Linked DNA regions of Mus musculus: regions 1, 3, 4 and 5 are each linked to region 2. Evidence: chromatin contacts called from public promoter capture Hi-C data. All regions are on one chromosome and are shown on one strand. The core of a region is the stretch at or near the end of the contact, and the rest is flanking DNA. Distances in the headings are between cores, read along the strand shown.

Evidence for each region. Promoter capture Hi-C pulls out the DNA fragments that hold promoters and counts their contacts. Capture Hi-C pulls out chosen DNA fragments and counts their contacts.
Region 1: a promoter capture Hi-C map of the HPC-7 cell line shows a contact between it and region 2. The contact joins the promoter of Guca1b here to the promoter of Usp49 in region 2. A contact is called at or near these places in 13 of 39 promoter capture datasets (the 3T3-L1 cell line, the C10 cell line, the HPC-7 cell line and 10 more), 2 of 484 Hi-C or Micro-C datasets (CD4 T cells and liver), 5 of 115 datasets of contacts at active chromatin or transcription factors (embryonic stem cells, large pre-B cells, microglia and 1 more) and 2 of 9 other capture datasets (adipose tissue and liver).
Region 3: a promoter capture Hi-C map of adipose tissue shows a contact between it and region 2. The contact joins the promoter of AI661453 here to the promoter of Usp49 in region 2. A contact is called at or near these places in 8 of 39 promoter capture datasets (cranial neural crest, embryonic stem cells, fetal liver and 5 more), 1 of 484 Hi-C or Micro-C datasets (embryonic stem cells), 3 of 115 datasets of contacts at active chromatin or transcription factors (embryonic stem cells, large pre-B cells and pancreatic cancer cells) and 3 of 9 other capture datasets (adipose tissue, liver and pancreatic islet).
Region 4: a contact with region 2 is called in a promoter capture Hi-C map of liver, with 2.1 times the contacts expected there. The contact joins the promoter of Tfeb here to the promoter of Usp49 in region 2. A contact is called at or near these places in 3 of 39 promoter capture datasets (embryonic stem cells, liver and pre-B cells), 1 of 15 datasets of contacts at CTCF or cohesin (pro-B cells), 8 of 484 Hi-C or Micro-C datasets (the G1E-ER4 cell line and embryonic stem cells), 3 of 115 datasets of contacts at active chromatin or transcription factors (embryonic stem cells, extraembryonic endoderm stem cells and pancreatic cancer cells) and 2 of 9 other capture datasets (adipose tissue and liver).
Region 5: a contact with region 2 is called in a promoter capture Hi-C map of the C10 cell line. The contact joins the enhancer-like site here to the promoter of Usp49 in region 2. A contact is called at or near these places in 5 of 39 promoter capture datasets (the C10 cell line, the HPC-7 cell line, embryonic stem cells and 2 more), 1 of 15 datasets of contacts at CTCF or cohesin (large pre-B cells), 8 of 115 datasets of contacts at active chromatin or transcription factors (bone marrow-derived macrophages, embryonic stem cells, fetal liver and 3 more) and 2 of 9 other capture datasets (adipose tissue and liver).

Annotation. Positions count from the first base shown.
Region 1 is chr17:47,384,142-47,387,832 of GRCm38.p6, forward strand. It overlaps Guca1b (guanylate cyclase activator 1B), which reads left to right and starts at 1,252. Exons shown (of 4, transcript NM_146079.1): 1 at 1,252-1,555. The coding sequence starts at 1,349.
Region 2 is chr17:47,628,285-47,632,068 of GRCm38.p6, forward strand. It overlaps Usp49 (ubiquitin specific peptidase 49), which reads left to right and starts at 2,406. Exons shown (of 7, transcript NM_198421.2): 1 at 2,406-2,631. The region is part of intron 3 of Gm20517 (predicted gene 20517); the gene reads left to right.
Region 3 is chr17:47,434,940-47,438,592 of GRCm38.p6, forward strand. It overlaps AI661453 (expressed sequence AI661453), which reads left to right and starts at 1,700. Exons shown (of 5, transcript NM_145489.2): 1 at 1,700-2,010. The coding sequence starts at 1,866. It also overlaps a transcript of 1700001C19Rik not described here.
Region 4 is chr17:47,783,561-47,787,281 of GRCm38.p6, forward strand. It overlaps Tfeb (transcription factor EB), which reads left to right and starts at 2,184. Exons shown (of 8, transcript NM_011549.3): 1 at 2,184-2,636; 2 at 2,718-2,972; 3 at 3,371-3,451. The coding sequence starts at 2,250.
Region 5 is chr17:47,482,670-47,486,072 of GRCm38.p6, forward strand. It overlaps a transcript of Taf8 not described here. Among named protein-coding and RNA genes, the nearest start is that of Taf8, 18 kb to the right of the region's middle. Within about 2 kb of position 1,917, at least 124 of the 459 cell types and tissues checked have an H3K27ac peak or open chromatin away from gene starts, as enhancers often do. A contact at or near this core is called in fetal liver, pancreatic cancer cells and pro-B cells, where this site is marked.

The sequences.
Region 1 (3,691 bases), core at 2-2,501, 250 kb before region 2:
GGTATTGCTCAGTGGTTAGGAGCTTGTTCTGCTCTTGTAGAGGACCTGAGTTCCGATATGAGCACACATGTTAGGTGGTTCACAACTGCCTGTGACTCCAGCTCCAAGAGATCTACCGCCCTCTTCTGGCCTCAGTGGGCACTGCACTCTCATGAGCACAACCCTCACCATACACACACACATACATTTTTAAAATAATAAAAACACATTTTTAAAAAAAATAAAATAAGCACAAATGTTGGAGAGATGGCTCAATAATTAAAAAAACACTTGTTCTTGCAGAGTACCCAGATTCAGTTTCCAGCACCCACATGGTGACTCACAATGAATTAACTCCAGTCTGGGGGACCTGACAACCTCTTCTGGCCTCTATGAGCACTGCACACATGTGATGCTACACACACACACACACACACACACACACACACACACTTCTTTACATAAAATAAAAATAAGATCTAGCCAAGCATGGTAGGAAACACCTTTAATCCCAGCACCCAGCATTTGAGAGTTAGAGACGACAGGTAGATCTCTGTGAGTTCAAGGCCTTTCTGGTCTACATAGTGAATTCAAGGCTAGCCAGAACTGCAACGTGAGAACCTGTCTCAAAAAATGAAATCTAAAAGATAGCATAAATATCTACTTTGGTTGTTTTTGTTATTGATGCGGTGGGAGTGGGAGTGTCCCCCTGTGTCAACAGGGCAACCCAGAGTGGTTTTGAACTCGAGACCCTTCTGCTTCTCCAGTGCTGGGATTATAGTCATGAGCAATGAATATGTACTTGATTCAGCATGTAATAACTATGTGCTTGGTCAACCTAGTGAATGTGTAACCGCTGCTTAAAGCAAGGTCATGTGGCCTTTAGTATCAGAGCCCTTGCAGACACTGTGGACCACTCTCCTGGGTCCTGCCCGCGGGTTAGTGCTCAGGAGTGGATGGGAGCAATCACGGAGAGAAGGGCTGGAGAGACGCATCTGTCCTTCAAGATTCAGGCATGGTCTGTAAGGGAGCTGCAGACACTGGTGGACCAAGAGCCCTGCCCCCACCCCACCCCATCCCCCAGGCTCTTACCCTCATAGCCTGCCTCTCACTGGACCTGTGGAGGGGCGAGGCAGAGGAAGCTTAGCTTTCTGGAGGTCAGACCTCCCCAGGAATCTCCTAATGGTCTTTACACCGCTAAGCTGCCCGGGGTCTGCCCCTCCCTTCTGGAGGTCCCTTCACAACCAATCAAGTTCAGTTTCCCCGAGACAGTGAAAGGGCTGCTCAGACCAAGGAGAGAGGAGCCTAAGGTCAGCGGAGGACTTGGAGGAGGTAGCGGGCCTGGCTGAGTCTCTTTCTAAAAGCCGGGATGGGGCAGCAGCTGAGCTGGGAAGAGGCGGAGGCGGCCGGGGAGATGGATGTGGCGGAGTTGCAGGAGTGGTACAAGAAGTTTGTCGTGGAGTGTCCCAGTGGGACGCTCTTCATGCACGAGTTCAAGCGCTTCTTCAAGGTCACGGGCAATGAGGAGGCCAGCCAGTATGTAGAGAGCATGTTCCGAGCCTTCGACAAGAATGGGGTAAGGAACCCAGCAGGGGAGGACCTGTGACCCACCCGTTCAGTGAGACTACAGTTCCGCTCAGCTGCCCTCCTCTCCATCCCTCCTGCCCCCACCCTCCCCGCCGCCCTCCATCATTCGTCCCTCCCTTCTTCTTACTGGCTCCTCACATCTTCCTGAGGGCCGAAGGTCACTGGCACACAGTCTGGGTTTTCTCTGGGCTTTTTAGGCCAAGGCTTTGCAGCAAAAGGACATGCTTTTACAAACCCGATAGAACCTCTGCTGCTCTCAGTACAAGGGAGAGAGAGATCCCAAAGCTCTCTTATCTCAGATCAAGAGCACCTTGCCAGGATCCTTCAGATGGCGGCTGCTCCGTTCTTCCCTCTGGGGGATGCTGGCAGGGGCTTCACTTGCCTGGGAGGAGAGTGGATAGTTGCAAAAGCACTTTCAAGTTTTTAAAAAATATATATGGAAGGGATAGCTGACAGTGTGTGTGTGTGTGTGTGTGTGTGTGTGTGTGTGTGTGTGTGTGTGTGTGTGTGTCTGTGAAGTTGTATAGGTACCCATGGAGGCCAGAAGGGGGCATCAGATACATCAGAGCTAGTTACACATATTTTCAAGCTACCCAATGTAGGGTGGGTGGGTTCCAAACACCAGTCCTCAGATAGACCAGTAAGTACTCTTAATTAACTACTGAGCCTTCTCCTCCATGCTTTAAGTCATGGGGAATTGCACAAATCAAATGCCTTCCAGTGGCACCGGCAGCCAAAAGGCACTGAATTACTTAATGCACAGATAATAATTGTGTGTGTGTGTGTGTGTGAGAGAGAGAGAGAGAGAGAGAGAGAGAGAGAGAGAGAGAGAGAGAGCATGCATCCTTCACGAATGGAGGGGTACACTTGTATGCATACGGAGACCAGAGATTGACCTCAGGTGTCAGTCCCTAGGGCGCAGCCAGCCTGTTTCTGTGACACCATCTCATTACCTAGAGCTCCAACCCCCTCCTGTGTCTATTCTCTCAGCACAGAGACAAACAGTAAGTAGGTGCCACTACAGACAGTGTTTGCAATGATTTTAAATCATATATAGGTGTGTGCATGTGCATGCAGTGCCTGAGGGGACCACAAGAGGGCAGTGTGGTTCCCATGAAACTGGGGTTTACAGGTGGTTATGAACTGCCCGCAGAGGTGCTGAGAAGAGAATTAAGCACCTGCCCTAACTGCTAAGCCTCCAGCCCTGCACCCCGCACCCCCACACCCAGCCTTTGATGTAGGAGCTAGGGAAGGAACTCAGGTCTTCACACTGGCATGGCCAGCGTCTAGTGGACGGAGCCACCTCCCCATTCCTAACTCATGGCAATGCCTTTGAGAAGCCCAGGTCCCTGTTCTCAGCGTCTCTCACTGTCTTCCCAAGTAGCTTGCTTCTCTCTTAATCCTAGGGCGTAAAATCTGTATTCAAATCTCTTAGACTTGAGCTTTGCTTCAGAGAAGTATTTTAATTCAGGGGCTGACGGCATGGCTGAGTGGTTAAGAGCACTTGCTGCCAGCACTCACATGATAGCTCATGACCATCTGTAATCCAGTTCCAGGGCATTCAGAGCCCACTTCTGACCTCCACAGGTACCAGGCACTCTTGTGGTACACATGTGTGCCGGCAAAACAGTTGCACACATAAAATAAAAAAATTAAAAAAAAAAAGAATTATATGGGAAAAAGGGCCTCATTTAAGAGTTTGTCTGGGCCAGTGTCCTGCAGTCCTTTTTATGGTATTGTGTTATGTTGAATTTTTCCCCTTCCCTTTCTCCCTCTTGCTCTGGGCCCATTCACGCCAGCCCCATAAGTTCTTTATTTGTTTCTCATTACGGATGGTTGTGATCCACCATGTGGTTGCTGGGATTTGAACTCATGACCTCCGGAAGAGCAGTCAGTGCTCTTAACCACTGAGCCATTTCAGCAGCCCGATTATTAGTATTAGTATTAGAATTAGAATTAGTATTATTTGAGACAGGGTTTTCCTATCTAGTCCTGGCTAACCTGGAACTCACCATGTAGACCAGGCTGACTTTGAACTCAGAGTTCCACCTGCCTCAGCCTCCTGAGTACTGGGATTAAATACAGGGAACACCACACCTGATGCCCCTGAGGCAGTATATAAATT
Region 2 (3,784 bases), core at 1,156-3,655:
CCTTCTAGCTGTTGGAAGTGCACAACTTCCTCACTCAGAAAAGCACCTTGTTAGGGAAAGAACACTAAGATACTGCCTGCTCCAAGAAAGCAGCTGGGAGCTGGGCAAGAGGAGAAAGGCACCTTTTAAGGTTTTTATTCACTTTTGTAAGGAGTCACAACTTAGAATTCCCAAAGAAAACTGTTAAATGGGACAACAACGAGAGGCACCAAGTTGTGGCTCTAATTAGGGATCTGTAGTCCGGAGACTTCTTGAATTATACTGCAGGGTTCCCTCCACCATAGGAACTAAACCCAGGGCCTCAGTCCTCTCCCAGGACTTGAGTTCTCCTCCTGTGCCACAATCAAATTTTTGCTTCCTTCATATTTACAGACATAAATCCTTGAACCACTGTAACATATAATACACGTTTATTTCTTATTGTTTTTCTTAAAACAAAAGTGTTTTCAGCCGCCTAAGGCTGTCTTGGGTGTTGTAACATATCTTATTTGGAGGGACCCTTCCCCGCAAGGTCTGGCAGGCCAGTGTACCCAGGAAGCTTGCCTACCTTGCAAAGGGAGTCTTTCTGTTTCAAAATGGACCTTATCCCTCTCGGAAGTCCCTGGGGCTACTGCCATCTAGGTCTGATTTATTTCCCAGTCCCCATTTGGGGAGCGATGAACCTTTTTCCGTCCCGTCGAAGAGGATTTCATAAGACAGCTGAATGCCGCCTGAGTCATCCGTGGTAAAAGTCCACACGTACGTGTGTGTGTGTGTGTGTCAGGGCGCCAAGAGTAACTGTGTGTATGTGTGTGTTCTCTGGCTGCTGCTACACCGTAAAGAAAACGCAAAAAAAAAAAAAAAATACCCGGAAGTGGGAAAGGCCTCTTTGGAGCAGCGAGACGTGCAGAAGGTAAGCCGCAGGGTATGCAAAATTCCTTTACCTTTACAGATCGTAGGGGTGGGGGTGGGGCGCTCGGAAAAGTGCCTGGCCCTTTAAGGAGGAGGGCCAGACAGTAGACTCTGTACCTTTAAGAGCCTCTTTGTCTAGAAACCTTCTTCCGTACCTCAACCAAACTTTGCCGGTGACTCGCGCCGCGCCGCGCCGCGTCTTAGCCTCTCACACCGGCCCGCCACAGCCGCTGACCCGAAACTTGGTGCCCACGGCACAAACCTGCGTAAAGGGCGCGGGGCCCCAGGTCGCGGCCGGGAAGGTGCGCCGTTGGCGCATTGCGGGACCTGGGGGCGGGGCTCTGACAGGCGGGCCAATGGGCGATAAGGGGCGTGGTCCGCCTGCTCGTCTTGCGCCCGGGTGACAGCTCGCGCGTGCTGATGATGGCGGTAAATAGAGAGGGGAGGGAGCTGGGAAGGGGGCGGAGGGCCGGCGGAGCGGCCGAGGGGGCGGCCCGGGGGGCGTGAGGGGCCGCAGTGGCTGGGAGTTCGCGCAGATATTCGGAGGCGGGGACACGCGGCCCGGGCATGCCGGCCCTCCCCTTTTAAAGGAAAGGGAAAAAAAAAAAAATCCCCTCACACACCCGGTGAGGGGCGACAAAGGCGGCGTGCGCCTAGCGGGCGGGAGGAGCGGCGGCAGGGGGCGGGACCGCGACGCCGGCGGGCCCCGGGCGCCCGGGGCGGGGACGGCGGGCGGCGACAGCGAAGGCGCGAGTCCCGGCGCGCGGACGCTGCGTTTTGGCGGGGTGGGCGACGTCTGGGTTGTGAGGTGAAAGGTTTGAAGGGAGAGAGGGGAAGGCAGGCTGGGGCGGGGACGGAAGGGTTTGCTGAGTAGGAGATGAAGAGGATTAGGAGAGAAAGGGTTAGAAGCCGGAGAGTGGAGTGAGAAAGAAACCCAGGCTGGCCCCGGGATGAGGTTAGGAAGCCCGGGGCTGGGAAGAGGGATCCGGGGTCAGGGCTAGGAGCAGGGGTCTGGAAGAGGCAAGGCTTGGCAGGTGGGAGGTGTTGGGCCAGGGCCAGAAGAGTTGCAAGTGGAAGACAAGGAAGGAGCAGAGCCGGGGTAGTAGTTGGGAGTGGAGGAGAGTGATTAAGAGCCAGACGTGACAAGGGTGTGAACTAGTGCAGAGCTGGGGATGAGCTGAAGGGCTGGGAGCCGCTGGGGTGGGATCGACAAGGTGTGGGTCAGTAGCTGGTGAGGGGTGTAAATTCTGTAAAGTGAGGGAGACAGGAGACCTGGATCACAACCAGGTGGAATCAAGAATCGGACGTTAGTGGAAGGGCTAACGGGAAGCGAGCTGAGAGCTGGGCGTTAATAGGACAGTTCTGGGAGAAAAAGAAACAACGCTGAAAGGACGCTAGAAGCGGGGTGGAAGGAATGATGGTGAGCTGGGAAACTGGAGAATTGCTTGTCGAGGAGGTTCAGCAAGGTAAAGATAGTGGAGTCAAAAGATTGGCCGAAAGGCAACCCGAGGAGATGGGCCCTGGGAATTAAAGGATGGAATGGGGAGTGGGGAAAGAGAAAGGAGATTAAGGCAAGCTAGGGAAGTCCTGGTGGGTATAGAACTGGGGTGGGCTGCACAGGAGTGGGAAACGAATGTTTTGCCCTGAAGTGCCCCAGAAGGTCTGGAAGGGGCAGGGCACAAACGCTGTAGTGAAGGATCTGAAGTAGAGAGCCTTTGGTGCAGAAGATAAGGAACCATGGTGAGTGAAAGGGGACCTAGAAACAGGGGGAAAAGACTGAGAAGTGGGGGACCAGATGGGGGTGCAGCATAGGAGTTCTTTGTTAAGAGAAATGTGTATTGAATTTGTGAGTCCTTTTGTCCCTAATAGTAGGAAATTCCAGAAACCTTTTTCTCTCTTCAAGGAGTCTTGGATCCAGTTTCCATCTTTCGCCTGAAAATCCACTTTCATGTCCACTTTGAAAAGATGAGACCCATTTTTACTTGATTTTGTTCTTGTGGGATAGAAAAATTGGCAGCCTTGGGTGCTGAAAACCTCTTGGTTTCACTAATGTTGTGCTAAAGGGTAAATGAATTGTGTTTATTTACAATGTGCCTGTGGGATGTGGTAGTTGGGGTGGGTGGAGGAGCTGTTTTAGAGCTAACGACGCTGGCCAGGGCCAGGGCATCTCATTGAAGAGTACACCGTTGGGGAGAGAAAGACATGGTTCATTTGGTTTTTATTAATCAGACAGATTTCTGCCTAATTGTTTTCAGCAACTGAAGAATATGGAGAGAGAGAGAGAGAGAGAGAGAGAGAGAGAGAGAGAGAGAGAGAGAGAGAAAGAGAAATAACTAACCAGGGAAGTTTACTGAGCAGGAGTCTGAAGTCACTGCTCTAAGGGCGTTGAGTTCGTATGCTGCTTGCAGCTTTGTGTGGAACATTTTTCATGGGGTAATTTCTCCCCAGATCTTCAGACAGTGATGGAGAAAGGTTGACTGCAGAGCTGAGGAGAGTTTTAGAGCTGTGAACTCATCTTTTAGATTGCATAATGGCTTTATGAGTACCTTTTATGAAAAAACTTCTGTAAGATAAGATTGCAGTCCCTCTGCCTGTTGTATTGTATGATTGTGAATAGGAAGGGCATATTAATATTCTTTAGAACCCTTTGATTTGTAAGGCACATTTTTAATGAAAATAATTACATTTATTTGTATGTATGTGGAGCAGTTATGGAAGTCAGAGGACAACTTGTGGAAGTTGGCTCTTTCTTCGCATCATTTATGTACCGAGGATTGAACTCAGATAGTCAGGCTTGGCAGCAAGCTCTTTTACCCAATAAGCCATCTCTCTGGCACTATAAGACCATTTTGGAAATTAAAGGGAAGATGAGAATTTGGGGACAAATTTAAAC
Region 3 (3,653 bases), core at 450-2,949, 190 kb before region 2:
GCATGCAGTATACCTTTAATCCCAGTACTTGGGAGCAAAGGCAGGCAGATCTCTATGAATTTAAAGCCAGCTTGGTCTATATAGAAAGTTTCATGCCAGCCAGAGCTACAAAGTAACATTTTGTCTCAAAAGAATATTCCAGGAGAGAAGAATCTGGTGTCTATAAAATACCAAATTTTCTAGAGCTGTGTTCAGGGCATGACGTGGTCATTGTGTTCTGAAACAGACTACAATGTGGTTATCCATACAGGCTCAGGCCAATGAGATCAGTCAACTTTCTGATAGGCAGCACTAACTAGACCCAGTAGATTTAAAGGGGGGCGGGGAGGGATGATGAAGAGGAGAAAGGGATGGGAGGGAAGAGTGGGAGAGGGATAGCCTGCATGATATGCTCAAGACACATTGTTTATGTATGAAATTGCCAAAGACTAAATTTTATTTCATGAAATATACATTAAGATCGGGCTTGGTGGTCTGAGCATTTAATCCCAGCACTTGGGAGACAGAGTTGAGATAGTCATAAGTTCAAGTCCAGCCTGGTCTACAAATTTCAGGACAGCAATGGCTACATAATAGACAGACCCTGCCATACATAGATAGATAGATAGATAGATAGATGCATACATACATACATACATAATACATACATGTATGTATATGACATATATGGCAGGGTCTCTCTAATATACACACTATATAATGTATTAAATATATTATCTTTAATATATTAATAATATACACAATATAAATAATAAACAAGAAACAATATGAAATATATAAAATAATTATATATTGAATATGTTAAATATTTAATATATTAGTATATTAATATATATGGAGGCCTAACCATGAGGATAGTTTCTTCCTGTGTTCTCTAATGGTACAGAAACTAGCCGGGCGATGGTGGCACACGCCTTTAATCCCAGAACTTTCGAGGCAGAGGCAGGCAGATTTCTGAGTTTGAGGCCAGTCTGGTCTACAAAGTGAGTTCCAGGACAGCTAGGGCTATACAGAGGAACCCTGTCTCGAAAACAAAAACAAAACCAAAAACAAACGAACAAACAAACAAACAAAAAATGGTACAGAAATTAGCCGGGCGGTGGTGGCACAAGCCTTTAATCCCAGCACTCCTGTCTCGGAAAAACAAAAAAACAACAACAACAACAACAACAACAACAACAACAACAACAAAAAAAAAAAAAAAAGGAAAAAAAATGTGCAGAAATTTCTTAACTCTACCTGGCCTCTAACTTCCTGTGTATTCATCATTTGTATTCATCGAAGTCTCCCTCACACATGTCAGAGGGCCCACGGGATGCTCTGGGCCATGCTAGCTTGGCCAGGCAGGTACTTTTCTGGGATGCAAGTCATTTCTAAACTGTCCACCCTGATCTGCTCAGGAAGGGCTCACAGACTCAAGGAACTCGCCTTGGGCTTTTCCTGGTCCAGAAAAAAAAAAAAAAAAAAAAAAAAAGTGGGGGTGGATCGGGCGTGCCGGTAGGGAACCCGCGGCAGGGGGCGGCTCTGCTCCCCAGCAGGGCGTGGGCCGGGCGAGGTCCTCCGCGCAGCGCACGGTGCCAACAATAGGCTGTTGTGGAAGGAGGCAGGAATGTGGCCCGGGGAGTTGGGCGGCGGGGCGGGGCCGGCTCCGGGCGGCAGCCTCTTACCTGTCCAGGTAGCTCGCATTTCCAGGCGAGCGGCGGCGGCGCCCGCACCACCTGTCGCCGGGTGCGCGGGCGGGGAGCGCGGCTGGGGACCATGGCCTGCTAGTGTCCCCTGGGAAGACGCTGCGGGGTTCAGTCTGGAGCAGGACAGGCCTAGGGACGGAAGGTCCTTCCCTCGGGGACAGATCGGCCTGCAGCAGCATGAAAAAGAACCAGACCATGCAGGGCACTTTCAGCAAACTCTTTGGGAAGAAGCACGCCCACCCCTCCACCACGTCCCTCTACGCCACCAATCCACCCTGGATTTTCACCCACGAGGCCCAAGAGGAGGGAACCAGGGACTTTGGTGAGTGCACCCCGGCTGGGGGAAAAAAAAAAAAAAAAAACAAGGGAGAGTTCCCCGTGGCGCCTCTTCCCTCCTGGCTCTGGCGTCACTTGGGCGCTGGGAAAGCGGGCTGGGGCAGGGACACGTTGGAACCTGTGGACCGGCTGAGGAGATGCTGGGAAGGGGAAGGAGGCGCGGCAGCCCGAGTCAGAGAGGTGCAGGGAACCCCTGAAGTGAGGCCGCCGATCCTTGCCGCCCTCACCTGCCGTTCCCTGTCTCCCTTCATAACCTTTGGTAGGGTTTCTGTTTGTGTGGCTGTCTTTGCTGTGTCTCCTACCACATATCCGCATTCTGAGTCAGAGATCTAGACGTCTGTCCCTAGTCCTTTCCGCTTCCTCTGTCCCGCAGAGAGAGCCTGCCTCAGGTGCCCTTGCCGTTCGTTCTGTTTGAGAAAGGAAAGTCAGCGAGCAGGCCACTGTTAGCAGATTGCCAGCCATTTGCGACATCAAATTAGCTTTGTTTGGTTTGGTTGGGGGTGGGGAGGGAAGGGGGCTGAGTGTCACATGCTCTTGCCCAGGTCCTCTTGGATCTGGGTTGTCTATGGTCTCGGACTGAAGAGTCAGAGGTGGGACAGAGGAGAGTGCGGACCCTTTGAATCAAGGGTGGTGTGTCTTTGCAAACTACTGGAAATAAATTGGCCCTTCCCCAGCTCCGGCTATGGGACACTCCTATCTCTTTGTCAATCTCCAGTTTATACACTCTTAACTGGGGGGAACCCCGGGAAAATGGGGGAACGGTACTCACTTCTTGTTTTTGATCCATGCTTCTGGTGTCTGAAGTGGGAGACAGGGGTGTGTCACCAATCACTCCCTAGTTTTACCTGCCTTCCTCATCACCTTTATGGTACTTGGAGTTCTGTTCAACACCCAAATGATTACATTGGGGGCCAGGGCAAGAACAAGATGTCACCTTTCCCTGACCTAAAGATCTCTCACCAGCAGGCAAGCAAAACTAAGAGTATGCCCTCCTGCCCTTTGGGGGCCTCTGCTGGAAGACAGCCTTTAGGTGCATGAGAAAGAGAAGAGGCATTTCTGAGGGGAACCTAGCCTCAGAGTGGAGAGGGAAGGCTGTCTCTGACAGAGCACAGGTTTCAGTAATGGGGAAGAGAGCAGGACCAAGTGGGGGCGTGTCTAGGCAAAGAAGATACCAGTGCTGGCAAGTGAACCCTAAGTGTACTCTGGGATGCCCCAACACCTTCCTTGGCCTGAAGGAAGACATCAATAGCAAACTGTCACCCACCTTTCCTAGGTGCAAACTCTCCTAAAACGTTTGATCTTTGACTCACTGAGTCTCTGTCTAGTGTAAGATGCTATTATTGGCTTTCTGGATGAGGACGCCAAAGAACAGGGATGTTACAGACCTGGTCCAAGACCGCAAGATTTAAATGGTAGAGCTGCGATTTTCCCAGCGCATAGGAACAGATGCTCTTCAGTAGACACCTAACTCATGTAGCTGTCACCAGCAAGCAAGTGAGAGAATTTCCAGTACCCCAGAGTCTTGCTGGCAAGAGAGCCAACATCTGGACCCAGGCAGAGCCCGACTCTAGCAGGCTTTCTGATTTTTCTCTGGAGGAAGGGATTTGGGGGTGAATGCCTGAAAAACCA
Region 4 (3,721 bases), core at 934-3,433, 160 kb after region 2:
TGGGCCCTAGCGGGCTCTAGTGGGTCCTTGAGGTAGCCAGGCCAACTCTTTGTCAGGGGAACAAGGGACTCCTTCTCCCTAGCCCTCCCTGAGCCGGCTGGCACGGCCAGGCGCCTTGGCCCCCACTGGCCATCTGAAGTTGGATTGTCCATGGAGGAGAGGCTTCGGGCTGTCTGAGTAGATGTGTGGGGCCGCATCTGGTCAGAGCCAGGGGTCTGTTTGCCAGTGTGATTGATAGGGTGTGGTGTGGAGACAGGGACATCACTCTGTAGGAGCTAGAGAAGGGGTCGTGGGAGGTGGTGGAGGCTGCAGCTGGTAGCTGCTACAGGATGGGGGAAGGGTAGGTTGTCATTGCCTGGGTTGTTGGGGGCTTCCCTGTAGAGCATGGGCTGCTCAGGCCCCTTCACTGGGCAGAGCATGAGAGAAGATGCAGTGCTGGCCTCTGCATGCAGCAGGACACACAGGACAGTGGGTAGTCTCACTCTATTACAGAGCTGCTTAGATAGTGGCTGGAGTCTTGATTGCAGATATGGGACCTAGGCTCCACTCCTGGTTCTGGATCAACCAGTTTCCCAACTGGGAACAACTCTGCCCCCCAGGCTTCCCCTTCCCAGCATGGGGTAGACCAGATGTCCCAGCCCCCAGGCCTCCCTTCCCCAGCATGGGGTAGACCAGATACCTGGGGTGGGGTCCTAGCTTTGTCCTGCACTGTGCCTCTGATTTCCCTTCTTTATGAAAGACTGTGGTTTGTAATTAAGCAAGGGCCTCCAAACAGGGCTGATGGAGGCCTTGGATGCCGGGTTTGAAGACGCTAGCTAGATTGTACCAGTCTCATGTACTCAGACTGCCAGGCACTGCACAAAGCTGCCAGTTTTTACTAAATGCAGAGGAAGATAAACTGAGGCTCCAGGATTATAGCTTGACCAAGGTCACATAACAAAGAATCAGCGAGCGCTCTGCTCCACCAGCCCTTTGGGGAAGCCGTTGCTCAATCATGAAGTCATGCCTTGCCAAATCCCTCTAGTCCCTAACTGTACTGTCATGGTCTCAGATACGGCCAGACCAGTGCCTATCAGTCTTGGGCTGTCCCTGAGAAGTCACTGGGTTCTGCTCTTTCCTTTGTGGCCTAGAGAGGGGAAGGGACTTGGTTACTGTCACTCATTGAGCTAGAGACAGAGCGAGCATGCCGAGTTGCCTGCCCCCCTTCAGCCTTGGTTGGGGCCTCAGCCACACCTTCCCACAGTGGGTCAAGCTCTGAGCTCCGAGCAGTGAGGAGCCCTGAGGTGGTGATTCTCTGCCTGTGGGTCTTCCTTTCTCTCGCCGACTTTGGGCGCCAGGAGCCAGGGACGGGGTACATCTCCAGTGCCTGGTTCATGGATAATATCCATTCTCATTTGCTTCATGCAATGGCTTCTTTCTGTCTCCCATGACCCAACGGCTAGAGGCCGAAGGTCTAGCAGTAAACAAACAGATGAAATGTGTCCCCTCAGGGGACTTGCATTCCTAGTAAGGGACAGACATGGAATAACAATAACAAACGTAATAAGAAGCAAAAAAAAAAAATATGTTCTGTCCTAGATGGTGGCATCTGATATAGAGAAGCAAGGTGGTGGTGGTATGCCATTTTAGCACAGTGGTCCTGAAATGGCACTCTGAGGTGACATTAGAGTCTCTCGGAGGAGGTGAAGAAGTGAGCCTTGATGGTATCTGTGTAAAGAACATTCCAGGTGGAGGCAACAGCAAGTGCAAAGGTGGGGGGGGGGGACGGTGGGGGGCGGAGAAAGCATGCCTGGAGTGTTTGAAGGATAGTTTAAGGCTGGGGGTGTGGCTGGAGCAGGGAGAACAAGGGAGAGAAGCATGTGTTGGGGGCGGGAAGTCTATGGGGGACCATGAGGGTGCAGCAGATTACAGAGGACCATTTAGGCTGGGTTTAAGGATTTAGGCTTTTGTTCCGATGAACTGGGAGCTATGGAGAGTTGGGAGCAGACAGCAGGGCAGGAACTAACAGGATGATGGAGCTACTGTGAGCAGATGGTGGGGGAGGAGCACGGAGGAGCATCTGGAGGCTCCTCAGGCCCTGAGGAGGCGTGGTGCAGGCTGGCCTGGGGAGGGGCGGGAGAGGGGGCCGGAGCTGAGGCCAGGTATGAAATACTCAGGATGTGGATGTGACAGCGAGGGGTCAGGTGGACTCCTGCAGTCACTGAAGGACAGTGTTCACCTCTGGTCTAGAACTCAGGGAACTTGGGTTCATGGCTCAGCTCGCTCAGTGGTCTTGGGCAAATCCCTTCTGCCCGGACTCAGTTTCTCCTTGTGCACAATGGGAGCAACCATACTTATGCCAGCCTGTGCTTAAAGACTACGAAGATGATGAATACTTCATGGGCCTGTCTCCCCTCGACTACAGGGAGCCCGAACCAACAGCTGCCATGGCGTCACGCATCGGGCTGCGCATGCAGCTCATGCGGGAGCAGGCCCAGCAGGAGGAGCAGCGAGAGCGCATGCAGCAGCAGGCTGTCATGCATTATATGCAACAGCAGCAGCAGCAGCAGCAGCAGCTGGGTGGGCCCCCCACCCCAGCCATCAACACCCCTGTCCACTTCCAGTCGCCCCCGCCTGTGCCCGGGGAGGTGCTGAAGGTAAGGCCCCTGCCTCTCCCATCCCTGCTCCCTGTAGAGGAGTCCCTGCCCCCTCCACAGCTGTGCCTTCCCCCTCCCCAGGTGCAGTCCTACCTGGAGAACCCCACCTCCTACCACCTGCAACAGTCCCAGCATCAGAAGGTTCGGGAGTATCTGTCTGAGACCTATGGGAACAAGTTTGCTGCCCACGTGAGCCCAGCCCAAGGTTCCCCGAAGCCTGCCCCAGCAGCATCCCCAGGGGTGCGGGCTGGACACGTACTGTCCACCTCGGCCGGCAACAGTGCTCCCAACAGTCCCATGGCCATGCTACATATCAGCTCCAACCCCGAGAAAGAGGTGAGCGGGGTGGGGGGGGTGGGGGTAGGGGTTCCGGCTTGGTGTCAGTTGTTTGGAAATAGTCTGGCCCTCATGGCAGACCTGGGGGTGTTTCTTTATGGGCCTCTAGCCTGAGGGAGACACAGCCGCCCTAGTCTGAAGAGAGTTGCTATCTTCTTGCAACTCTGCTGGGGACAGGGCAGACTCACAGAAGTGCTTTCCCAGCCCGGGAAGGTGTGTCAAGAACTCCCTGTCAAGGGATTCCTGGGGACAAGCCTCAGGCTCGGCTGTAGGACGCTCCTCTTGTCATTTCCTCCTCCTCCAGATGAGCAGGTTGGGTGAGGTGGCAGGGGGGCAGCTGCCCCTCTCTAGGTGGGCCGACCCCAGATGGAAACGACATGGACGTTTCTCTCTTCTAGTTTGATGATGTCATTGACAACATTATGCGCCTGGACAGCGTGCTGGGCTACATCAACCCTGAGATGCAGATGCCTAACACGGTACTTTTCGGGCTGGACGGGAGGGGGACGGCACACACAGTGGCTCCCTGGCTGGGGTGAGCTCTCAGGGCAGAGCTGGTGTCTCTGTGGAGGCAACAGTCATCTCCATTGAATACTGTGACAGGGATTCAGGGTGCAAGTAGAACTGAGTCAAGGCATACTGGGGATGCTTGGGAGACAGAGCTGGGCAGAGGCAGGCGCATTTCTGTGACCACAGGACCCTTCCACAGGAAGTCTCGTCTGCCTGATTATTCTCTGGGTCTCATTGGC
Region 5 (3,403 bases), core at 667-3,166, 150 kb before region 2:
CTCTCTCTCTCTGTCTGTCTCTCTGTGTCTCTGTCTCTCTGTCTCTGTCCCTCTCTCTCTCTCTGTCTCTCTCTGTCTCTGTCTCTTCTCTCTCTCTCTCCAGAATGTCTCTAAGCAGCCCTTGCTATTCTGGAATTCCCTATGTAGACCAGGCTAGCCTTGAACTCACAGAGATCTGTCTGCCTCTGCCTCCCAAATGATGCCTGGCTAAAACTAAATCTTAAAAAAAAAAAAAAAAAAAAAAAAGACAGGGCCTGGTGATGATGCACATCTCACCTTAAGTCCTAGTAATTGAGAGGCAGAGACAGGCAGATCTCTGAGTTTGAGGCCAACCTGGTCTACAGAGAAAGTTCTATGACATCCAGGGCTACATCAAGAAACTCTGCCTTGAAAAACAAACAAACAACACCCCCCCCCCAAAGCAGAAGGTGTAAAGGCCCCGTCTGTCACCCAACAAGTCACAAGGATGAGCACAGAAAGAACCTCTGTCACAGGACTATAGAGCCTTGAATCAGAAATTCTTTATTGGGCTGGAGAGATGGCTCAGAGGTTAAGAGCACTGACTATTCTTCTGAAGGTCCTAAGTTCAAATCCACATGGTGGCTCACAACCATCTTTAAAGAGATCGGACGCCCTCTTCTGGTGTGTCTGAAGACAGCTACAGTGTACTTAGATATAATAATAAATAAATCTTAAAAAAAAAAAGAAATTCTTTATTATTCGCACAGAGGACACACTAACCACTAGGAGAAAATACTGTTTATACGGTATCTATCCCGCTATAAAAGGGTATATTTACATGTGTGTTTGGTACATAAAACCATACTGACTCATCAGGAGCTTCGGGGAAAGGCCAGAGAGCCTGGGGTGGGAGAGGGAGGTACGTGTTATATCTTCTTCTGTCTTCCAAGTTCTGTGCTGAATTCATACATCATCTGTTCACGAGTCAATAAAATAGCTTCTAACAAAGACGGAACAATGATGTAAGCAAATGGAGAGGACCTAAACCATAAACACCAGGAGGGGAAATTCCTTGCGCTTGTTTCCAGGGCTGGAAGCATCCATGACAAATCTGTACCTGTAGGCTTGGTTCCTCTCCCCAGACTGGCAGCTGGGGCTGTGCACGCTGATGGTCAGAGACTTAAGCACTCGCTTCTGGGTGACCCTGAGCGAAACAGAAGAATGATAAACCTGTCACCAGGAAAACTCAGAGGTGGCAATAAACGACAAGGCTCAGGCTCTTCTTGTTCCTACAAAGACACTGGGAAGAGCCTCCCTGCTCTGCCCTGGGCATGCCTCTGGGCTGGGGATGTCACATGTCACGCAGTGGTAGAGAGTGTGCCCAGCAGGGCACTGGGCCCTGGGGCATTTGGAGAGCCTGGGACCCTCAGGATAAAGGGGTGTGGTTCTTCCTAGCACCACATGGGAAGCCTCATCCACTCCAGCTGCCCTTTCCTGGGATCGTCCTGATTTACTGATGTGGAAGTGACAGAAATGCCCCAACCCACCCCCAGCCTGGTATAATCAGGTTTTACAAGGGCAAGGCCTCCTTACAACTGACTCTACACTGGCTCCACAGAGATGGGACAAGAGCCCCAGGCCCAAGGAGGCCTGGATCTCATGCCTCTCAGGCCAGCTCCAAGCTGCACTCTATTGCCCTCCCTTCCTCTCTCTGCTTACCCTCCCCTCCTCCCTCTGCCTCCCCTCCCCTCCTCCCTCTGCCTCCCCTCCCCTCCTCCCTCTGCTTACCCTCCTCTCCTCCCTCTGCCTACCTTCCCCTCCCCTCCTCCCTCTGCCTCCCCTCCCATCCTCCCTCTGCTTACCCTCCTCTTTCAAAGGCTCACTGGGCCAACCCCACCCACTGAGATCTCAGCAGAGGCCTCAGACCAGCCCCCTTCTTTCTCTTGGTCAGAGGAGGCAGAACAGGTTCCCTCTTGTTTACCCATCTCCCTGGTAACACAGGCCTCCACAGGAGGGTGTCCTCCAGGCTATCAGTAGGTTTCTGTTTCCTGCCTCTTCTTAGGTAGGGTACACTTTGGCTCTCTGGGGCTAGGGCCAGTCCGTCCCCCCCAGTTCCTGAATGGCTAGCTCTAGCTGCTCCACCCCTTCACCCCACCATAAATCCTAACTGGGAAATGCCACCCTCTGTGAGGAGTTGACTGACCTTGTTCCCAGCCCTGCCTATGGTCCTCTGCCTCCACATCTCCCTCTGAACAGCACCCCAAGCCCTTGCTGAACTGAGCCCACTTGACCCTCCCGTGCAAGTCTGCCTACAGTCTGGGGGCACACACGCTCCTGCCTCTGACAGAGAGTATGCTTGTTTGCTGTTCTCTTTCCACAAAGATGGCTGCACTTTGTGCTCTACTCAACTACAACGTTCTTCTTAGGCCATTTTTTTTTTTTAAAGGGCAGCTCCCACAATAATTCCTCCTGCCCTATTTTGTGACAAGTGCTGCCTTTATCTGCCCTGCCAGAACGGCACCAAACTCTGCCCCCACAAAGTGGCTGCTCATATGGCCTATATCAACAGGTCTCAAATCCCCTGTCAGAGATCCTGAAAGAAGCAGGGTGGGTGGAGGACAGGCCATTCGGTTCTCTGGCTGGCCCCTCCCCCAGCCTCTCCTCCCAAGCCCCAGTGCCTGCTTGGCTTCTGTGAAGGCTTTGGCCACTGCCTGCTCCCCAGGTTAGTAGCCCAAGCTTTGCACACTACCTACCCCTTATGGCTCTTAGTTTCCTTGTCCCATCCTTCAATTCTTTTCCTCCAGGTCTCTGATGGCACCACGGGACTGACATACCACGTGTGTTGTGGGCTGTCCACTGCCCCTCCATCCCCTACATACACACACACACACATACACACACACACACACACACACACACACACACACACACACAGACACACACACACACAGACACACTGTGGGCTGACACACACACACACACACACACACACACACACACACACACTGTAAGAGCTGGGGAAGCAGGGACCTAGGTCTACCCTGGTATTTGTCAGTGTCTGTATCCAAATGGTCTCCCTTAGAAAAAGCTCAACTGCTGTTTGAGTGACTGCAGAAGGGAAGGGTGGAATGGGGGACAGGCTGAAGGGCTGGAAGGAGAGGCACAGGACAACCAGGAGCCAAGTGAAGACTTTCTCCCTGCAGGGTAGAAGCCCCTTCTGGCACCCTCTACAGCCTACAACACTTTTAGTTTCATTTTGTGTAGTTTCCCACTAGAGTGAATTCCCTGGAGGTAGGAACTATGTATGTCTTGTTCAGCAGAGTATCATTAGAGTTGGCACCGTGCCAAGCGTTCAGCATACACAAGAGGCTCTGGACCTCTATCTGCTAAATAGCGCACAGGAGGATGAGTGACCTGCAAGACAAAGACCTGTCAGGGGACC